2 separate regions of the Cyprinus carpio genome follow, and region 1 is linked to region 2. A link is a contact called in public Hi-C data. All regions are on one chromosome and are shown on one strand. Each heading gives the region's core, a stretch centred on a gene start, on an enhancer-like site or on the middle of the called end of the contact. The rest is flanking DNA. Distances are from core to core; before and after follow the strand shown.

Region 1 (4,090 bases), core at 1,312-3,811, 58 kb before region 2:
AAGAGAGAGATTTGTAGTTTCTAAATTAATATGAAATCATGATAACAGCATGCACAAAACATACAGTACAATTCAAAAATCTGCCAATGTCACAAGGAAAAAAAAGATGCTGTGTAACTTCATTTAAAAAAAAATAATTAATTCTATGAGATTATCATATACCATTCAACACTGATGAGGGGACATATTTGGGAATGCTGTACTTATTTGTCTCTCAAAACTGCAAGATGAACTTGATATATATTGAAACAGTTTGTAAAAACCAACAACTTGTTCATTATTCCAGATGTTCTAATATTTTAACTATTGATTTTTTTTTTTTTTTTTATGAGTGGATAGTGAAAACAAATCAAGTCTGATTTCACTCCCGTCATTCTCATCTCTAATGTGTTTTATGACACCATCAGAGACTAGCTGACTGAGGGGAGGTCAACTTCAAGCATCTCAAACCACACATTTGCCACCATAAATCAACATGTTACTTTGAAAACAAGTCCTCTGGTTCACCTGACTTCGAGGCTGTATGCATGAAAATGAAAACAACAAAAACATTCAACATATTATATTTATATTTGCTTCCAGACGCGTGCTAACGGCTAACTGAATATCAACAGGCTGTATAGCACATAACACATACAGCTGTGAGAAAATGCATAACCATTATACAGTTAAATGCTTACACAGCCATCATTTCGGTCTAAAAATATCACTATACGCATGCAGACGAGGTTGCAAAAAGCCAGCGAGCTCTAAAATAAACAAAACACCTCGACACACATGTGCACACTTTCCTGCATGTTTACTCTTCACAGAGCCAGTACTTCATTACCAATCTACAGCCAGTTGACTCATTAACAAATGAAACGTGTCTTTCAATCCATAAATCATACGTGAATGGGATTAAAAGGTAAATAAACTTAAATGATTGTGCGTAATCACCTTCTTCCGAGTCTCTGCCTCTGAAACTGCGATCTTCATCTTCATCCACACTGTCTAGCTCCTCCTCGTCGTTATAATAATCCACCATGGGTGACAGTAAAGTCGAGGCCATTTATTATATTCAAAAACTGATAATATTGCAGGAAATGCCTGTGTATAAACATTCACACTGCATCGACAACGTTTTCAGTCTCGATTCGAGCCTCTTTTTTCAATGGAGGGTAGGCCGAGGAATCTGATTGGTGGAGGTGTTCGAGCAATGCATGCTGGGAAATGAAGTTTGAACAGCTTGTCCGCAAGTATGACATAAGGGAAAGAAGAAAATGGTAAGAGAGAGAGAGAGAGAGAGAGAGAGAGAGAGAGAGAGAGAGTGTGTGTGTGTGTGTGTGTGTGAGACGAGAGAGAGAGAGAGAGAGAGAGAAAGAGAGAGACAGAGAGAGAGAGAGAGAGAGAGAGAGCGAGTTAGTTAGTGTTTGTTTAAGGGTGTGTGTGTGTGTGTGTGTGAGAGAGAGAGAGAGAGAGAGAGCGAGAGAGAGAGAGAGAGAGTAGTCTCTCCGCGTTTCAAATGTATTGCTGTTATTATCATTCAAGGAACATGAATATTATCTGAAGTTGTCTGTAGGCTACACACTTCTGCCCTTCAGTCATGCACTATTATCTCGGTCAGGTAAGCGTATTAATGTCATTATGAAAAGACATACAAGATAAGACATGCTCATCAGTGATTTAGTGCCATTATTTGTCTGTAATATTTATTGTTTTGAATGCACACTGAGTTTCATTTCCATTCCACAGACTGGTTTGAATAGGCTTTACTGGTTTCATTCACTGTGCAAAGTTCATGTATTCGTCATGTTTTCACACACTTTTTTGTAATTATTTATCATCATAAATGCCAATTATGTTTTCCTCATGAGCAAGCATGTAGTAAGTGAAATAAGTGATACTGACTCATTTATAAAATCTAGAAAATCTGTATTAGATATGTATTTAAAATTGTATTGGAACAGCATCTCTCGATTGTGTTGCATAAAACAGGCATACTACTGCTGCCGTCGCTGCTGCTGCTGCTAGAAATAATAATAATAATAATAATAATAATAATAATAATAATAATAATAATAATAAAAGACATTAGAGAACAAATAATAGCAAAGAATCAAATTAGAAACTTGATACAAATTACAATAAGAAACAAACTGTGTAACATAAAATAGGTAGAACAACAATAACAAAACAACAAAATAATTATAGCTAATAATAATAGCTAATTGTAATAATAATAATTATAAAATCATCATAAAATATATTTGTTAGGTGACCATTTAGCTATTAGATTCACAGATTGGAATAACAGGTGTTTAACAATACGGTAAGATTCAGCAAAAATTGATCCAACTCATGCTTGGTCAGACACATGGTACGCATAAATAGTGTAAAAAATTAAATTAACTGGCCATGCGAGGTAATCTACGCTAAATCCTCGATCTAATTATCATTACACTAGTTTATAATCCTATCATACCCCTTCTGGAATCTGCCACTGTGTCATCTCTATTGTGTCTTTATGACTTGTTCCTCACTCGACCGGCAGGCGGCGGCGGTGAGTTTAAAAGCTGTACTCGTGAGCTCGTTTGTCAGTGCTGTTACCTTGTAGCAGGTACGATGGGGTTTTAAAAGCGAGAGACGCTTGTCGGGTCTTTGTCAGTGGCGCGGGGTTTAGTACAGTCTTTATTCTGGATATCATAACACGACCTGTATGGACGTTTTATCATCACACTGACGGGAGAGATAGACATGACGTCTGTTGAAAATAAAAAAGGTTGATGCATTTTCAGGTGTAGGAGCACCAAGACGCCAATTGCAATGACTTTGGAAGTTTATTTCCCCCAACAATCCAGCTTACAAGGGCTACAGGAGAAATAAGGTGGATTTGTACTGTTCATCGTTGAGGAGAGCGTTCATTCGCCTGAAGACATTTGCTTTTAACCGGACTTCTATGGAGTTGGACCTGGATTAAAGATAAAGCTTCGCTGACTTGGTAAGGCCGTTTTTTTCTTGGGTTTCACATTTATTGTGGCTTTGCCAGTTCAACTGTTTTGTCTTGCAGGGGTATTTTATATTTGTGATATGCTGCGCCGTGAATTAAAAGCGTCTTTATCGTATCTGTTGTCACTATTCGTCTCTCCATAGATTAGCTCTGCGCTCGATTGATTTTCCCTGGGTGAACCTTAGACTTCATAAAGTAGAACCACTTGACTACAACTGGTTAAGTGATACATAGTGTTTGTTTACACTCCCAGATTAAATTCAGTATATCCAGAATTTTTGTTTTTGTGACGTAGCCTATGTTGACATACGTAAATTCTTTAATGATTTCATGCATTTTTAATGGTTAAGTTTTCATGTGCTCTAAAGACTAATATCCATACTAGATCGTTTTTGTAATATGTGACACAATTAATTTTTACACTTTATTTTGCACTTTTAAGTTGGAAAAGCATTGGACTTGCTAACACAAAAATGTAACCCCCCCCCCCACACACACACACAGTTCTTTAAAAGTGCAAAGTAGGCTATTATTTCCTGCATTTTAATAGTGAATAGTAAATTTCTGGCAAATGTAACATTTGAACACTGAAATTGAAATGAGAGAAAATGAAGACAAAAATGAAGAATGAGGATAAGAGTGCTTTGCATAGACTCCTGGGTTAATATGTCATGCACTTATTTCCGTGAGCGAATGTAGGCCCATATGTGTTAGTGAACTTCACTATATGCGCACGCGGCTATTCATCCAGGAAGTCTGATAGATAGACAGACAGACAGGCGATAATGGGCCACCAAAACGTTTAAAACAATCCATTCCCGGCTGGAATAAATGTCTTTAGGACGGTGAATTTCGCCCTTGAGCTACCAGTCACGCTACAGAAAAGAGGTCAGTATCATTTACTGCATTTCCATGTGTTTCGTGGATAAAACTGTCAAAGGTTCTGCGTAACATATATCCGTGCACATTCATTTCAAAGTCATGCAAAAATAATAAAATACGACTCAGGGATCCGGATGTCAGGACGGAGTTGATTTATTTTAACTTAACACCTGCTGTCGCTTTGCAAAGGTAGTCAGTTTGCTAAACTGTTCTCAGCCC
Region 2 (4,063 bases), core at 384-2,883:
GGGAAGCGCTGGATACATGATCATTAAGGGATAGTGTTACCAATGTGATTTGTTTGTTTGTTTGTTTGTGCATTGTATGGGTCTGTTTGTGTGGGTGCATGTTACAGGTTATGGTTGATCTCATTGGTGGTCACAGGTAATCCTATTTAGCCCTGAGAGCTTAGTGTCGATGCTAGACATGCACTTCAGGCACAACCTCACAAGGGGAGGGCGGCCCGGGGTGGAATGGGATACAGGCGTCTTTCCCATGTGTGCCTTGAGGATTTCATCTGACTTTTTGGGGAAAGAAAAAAAAAGAACATTTGCTGAAAATGTACAGTACTCACCCATAGGCTATCCAAGATGTAGAGGAGATTGTTCTTAATGGAAACAGATTTGGAGAAATGTAGCATTTCATCACTTGCTCACCAATGGATCCTCTGTAGTGAATGGGTGCCGTCAGAATGAGAGTCCAAATAGCTGATAAAAACATCACAATAATCCACAAGTAATCCACATTGACACACCAGTCCATTAATTAACATCTTGTGAAGTGAAAATCTATGTGTTTGTATGACACAAATCCATCAGTAAGGAATTTTAACTTTAAACAGTCTCTTCTGGCCAAAATACAAGTCTATAAACCATAATAGCTTTGTTTGATGAAGAAAGAAACTCATCTATATCACAGATGGCCTGAGATTAAAAAGCAGCAAAAAGCAACAAAATGACCAAAGACATCCATCTAGTGCATGTTCAACATGAAAACAACTGAAAACCAGCACAGATGGACCCACTTTCTCCATGAATGGCTGCTTTTTCACATGACACAGCAGTGGCTGAATTTTCTCAAAGTTACCTCTCAAAAAGTAGCCTTTTGTTTTAATTTTGTGGGTGAATATTCACTTCATCCAGTGCCATTTGTTCTCTGTGTATCTTGATATTGTCTTTCTGTTTTACTGACTGAGAAACCACTTCAGATGATTCAGTGAGAGAATGGTCTGAACAAATGTGAGTTGTTTCAGACTGTTTTGCAAACAATTCACTAAAAAGAAAAAACTGACCCAAAATAATAATTAATGAATCGGTCATCCAAAATTTGGGTCATGCATGATCACTGATAATTTCATGGAAAACCTTTCTCAGATCAGTTTGAGAGCTCATGGTTCATACAGCCGAACAGCTGCAGACGCCACTGGTCTTTTCTGCAACCTAGTCCATGCAGAGGTTAAAACTGGGGGAAAAATTAATTTCGACCCAGTTTTGGTCTAATACCTCAAGACTGTCCTTCCAAGCTCCTTAAGACCGAAAAGAGGTCATTAATCTGAGTCTAGCATTCATTTATTCTGTTCCCACCATTTTCCACGTCCCAACTGCTGTCTTAATCTCATATGGGGTCTAAATCCACCTCAATTCTTGACCTATAGAGGTCTTGCCAATTGAGAACGAGCAGTGGATATCACTCACAATCTGACAGTTAGAGCTGGCTCTCTGCAAGACTTCAGATTATGTAATTTCCTCCATTTAAATGGGATAATCCTGTAGATTAGTTTCCTCCCATGCTGGTCAGTCACAGATGCCAGTTTAGAGTGGTGAATGCTTATCTATGTTATCATCGGGAAGCCGAGCTGTTAGCTGTTACTGTCTTTGCCGAGCTTAATGGTTGAGCCGTTTGCTCTGCAGTGTTTTACCCACTCGCAGCACAGACGTGACCTGCTTAAACTAAATGTGTTGTTAACTAAATCTGTGATTCCATTCCAAATCACTCTCCATGGATGTTGCCAGACTGGTTAACATTGATCAAGAGTCAATGAAAGCAATCAAAGGGTGAACCAATGTTGATTAGGCTTCCAAGCAGGGTTTATGCTTTGGAGTTGTTTAGATTTTATCAGAGGACTGAAAAATTGTTTTTGTTGACTGTTAATGAACATTTATAAATAACCAGTTCACCTTGAACATTTTTGCTTTTGCAATCAGTCACAAGTTTTGGGTTGGCGAGATATCTTTTATGCTCACCAAGGCTGCAAAAATACAGCAAAAACAGTAATATTTTGAAATATTATTACAATTTAAAATAACTGCTTTCTATTTTGACATGTTTTAAAATATTATTTTTTTCCTGTGATGCAAAGCTGAATTTTCAGCATCATTACTCCAGTCTTCAGTGTCATATGATCCTTCAGAATTCTAATATGCTGATTTGGTGCACAAGAAGCATGTCTTATCAATGTTGAAAACTGTTGTGCTGCTCAATATTTTTTTTTTTCAGGATTGTTTGATGAATAGAAAATTAAAATGAATAGCATGTATTTAAAGTGGAATTTAGAGCAGTCAGTTTTATTTTTACAGTTAATACATGTTTAGAATTAACCAGTCCACCTCAAACAGTCCAATAAGAAAGCTTATTTCTTTAGAGTAAAAGATATAGTCAAATGAATAACATTAACTTAACAAAACCATGCAAAAACATGGAACCAGTCTACTTTGAACAAATTTACAAGAATGGTTTATGACTGGAAATACAAAAAACTGACCAAGATGAAGAGTTTTAGAGTAGGTGCATAAAAGAAGATCTTCATGATGCATGTTTTAGAGGAAAAGTTCCTGTAAAGAGTCTCAAAAGGAGGATTTACCGTAAATATTCAAGAGTGGCTGTTCCGAGTAATCGGACAGGGATTGATTTGGATTTTGGACTGTCCTTCTAACATTTTTCTCCCAAATAAATAAATGACTCCCAGTTGGCCCGGTTGAGTAATGGAAAGAACTGCAGCACGACCAATTTGTTTTCAAAGACTCTTGGTTTGTGGTTTACAGAGCACGATTTTGCGAACCCAGTTAACACATGCAGCCATTTGAACTCGAGTCTGTTGTCTTTTTATTTCCATTGAGGAGGTCAGATCAAGTCCCCATTTAGCCAGCCATGTCAGAAATCCTCCTCCATATGGCATATGTCCACTCAAGGCCACATTACACATGAGCACCCTCTAGTGAGCAAAGGACAAGCACGAAATGACGTAATTCAGGAGTAATCTGGCATGCTGAGAGGATTGAGACTGTGGGCTTATTTCATGGCAGTTGAATTGCATCATGCATAACCCCCTAAATTTTACTCCTGAAATATTTTCTTTAATGAAATGAATGCAATTTGTGTGGTTTTCAGGTGAACACAGGGCCTAATAAAAACACATTTTCCTCTTAGCGAGCCATAAATTGACATAAAACCCAAAACCTGAGGGTGAAGTCTGATTGATCAGGATGTTTACACACTGAAGCGGTGTTTGTACATTTGATCACCACGTATTGCTCTTTTCATTAGCCTTAGCATGGTTAAAATTGCAAAAACAATTCATTTTACAAATGCACTCTCTGTCGTCTTTGTCCATTCCAGCATGAGTTTGTGAGGAGAGAGCGTCCTCCACGGGTCCTCATCGATCTGATCCAGAGAACGAAGGATGCTGTCAGAGAGCTGGACAACCTGCAGTACCGTAAAATGAAAAAAATCCTCTACCAAGAGAAACACAACGGCCCAATGGGGGAGTCTCAGGAAGAGGAGGAGGTGGGTACAGGAAATACTCTGAGAAATAAAAGGCCCCCTTGAGTGCCATACACACATGTTGACTTCATACTCGCCTGTGTGAGTTTCATAGTGGTCAAAGTGCTTCCTGTTGTTGCATCTGGCTACATGTTATACACAATAGATTTGCCATTGAGGCAGCCACTGGTTTCTCTTGCTTAAAAATGTCCTTTACATGTTTGCCACCCATGCTTTGTTAACATCACTTTTGAGTTATCGTAGAAAAAATTGGGATTGCAGATGGATTTAGTTCCAGTGTGTTCATTTTAATGGATGGATAGACAAAAAAGGGTCACAACTAGACTGAAGAGATCATAAACTAAACTTGATTACATTATAAATAATTAACTTAAAAGTATATTGTATCATATACAGTACTAGACTGAATTATCAACTATACTGAACTAAACTGAAGGTACTATATAGTTCAGTAAGGATACATTAAATTGATCAGAAGAGAAAGTGAAGATGCTTGCATTTCTAAATAATAATAATAATAATAAATACATA

The links. A called contact is a pair of places that touch in the nucleus more often than the background predicts.
Region 1: a Hi-C map of liver shows a contact between it and region 2, with 8 times the contacts expected there. The contact joins the promoter of taok3a here to the enhancer-like site in region 2. A contact is called at or near these places in 5 of 8 Hi-C or Micro-C datasets (liver, red blood cells and skeletal muscle).

What each region holds. Positions count from the first base shown.
Region 1 is chrA5:10,124,272-10,128,361 of ASM1834038v1, reverse strand. taok3a (serine/threonine-protein kinase TAO3) reads left to right here and starts at 2,561. Exons shown (of 20, transcript XM_042753420.1): 1 at 2,561-2,980. It overlaps suds3 (sin3 histone deacetylase corepressor complex component SDS3), which reads right to left and starts at 1,211. Exons shown (of 12, transcript XM_042753458.1): 1 at 940-1,211. The coding sequence starts at 1,051.
Region 2 is chrA5:10,065,566-10,069,628 of ASM1834038v1, reverse strand. It overlaps taok3a (serine/threonine-protein kinase TAO3), which reads left to right. Exons shown (of 20, transcript XM_042753420.1): 11 at 3,368-3,535. Among protein-coding and RNA genes, the nearest start is that of pebp1, 17 kb to the right of the region's middle. Within about 2 kb of position 1,633, at least 1 of the 8 cell types and tissues checked has an H3K27ac peak or open chromatin away from gene starts, as enhancers often do.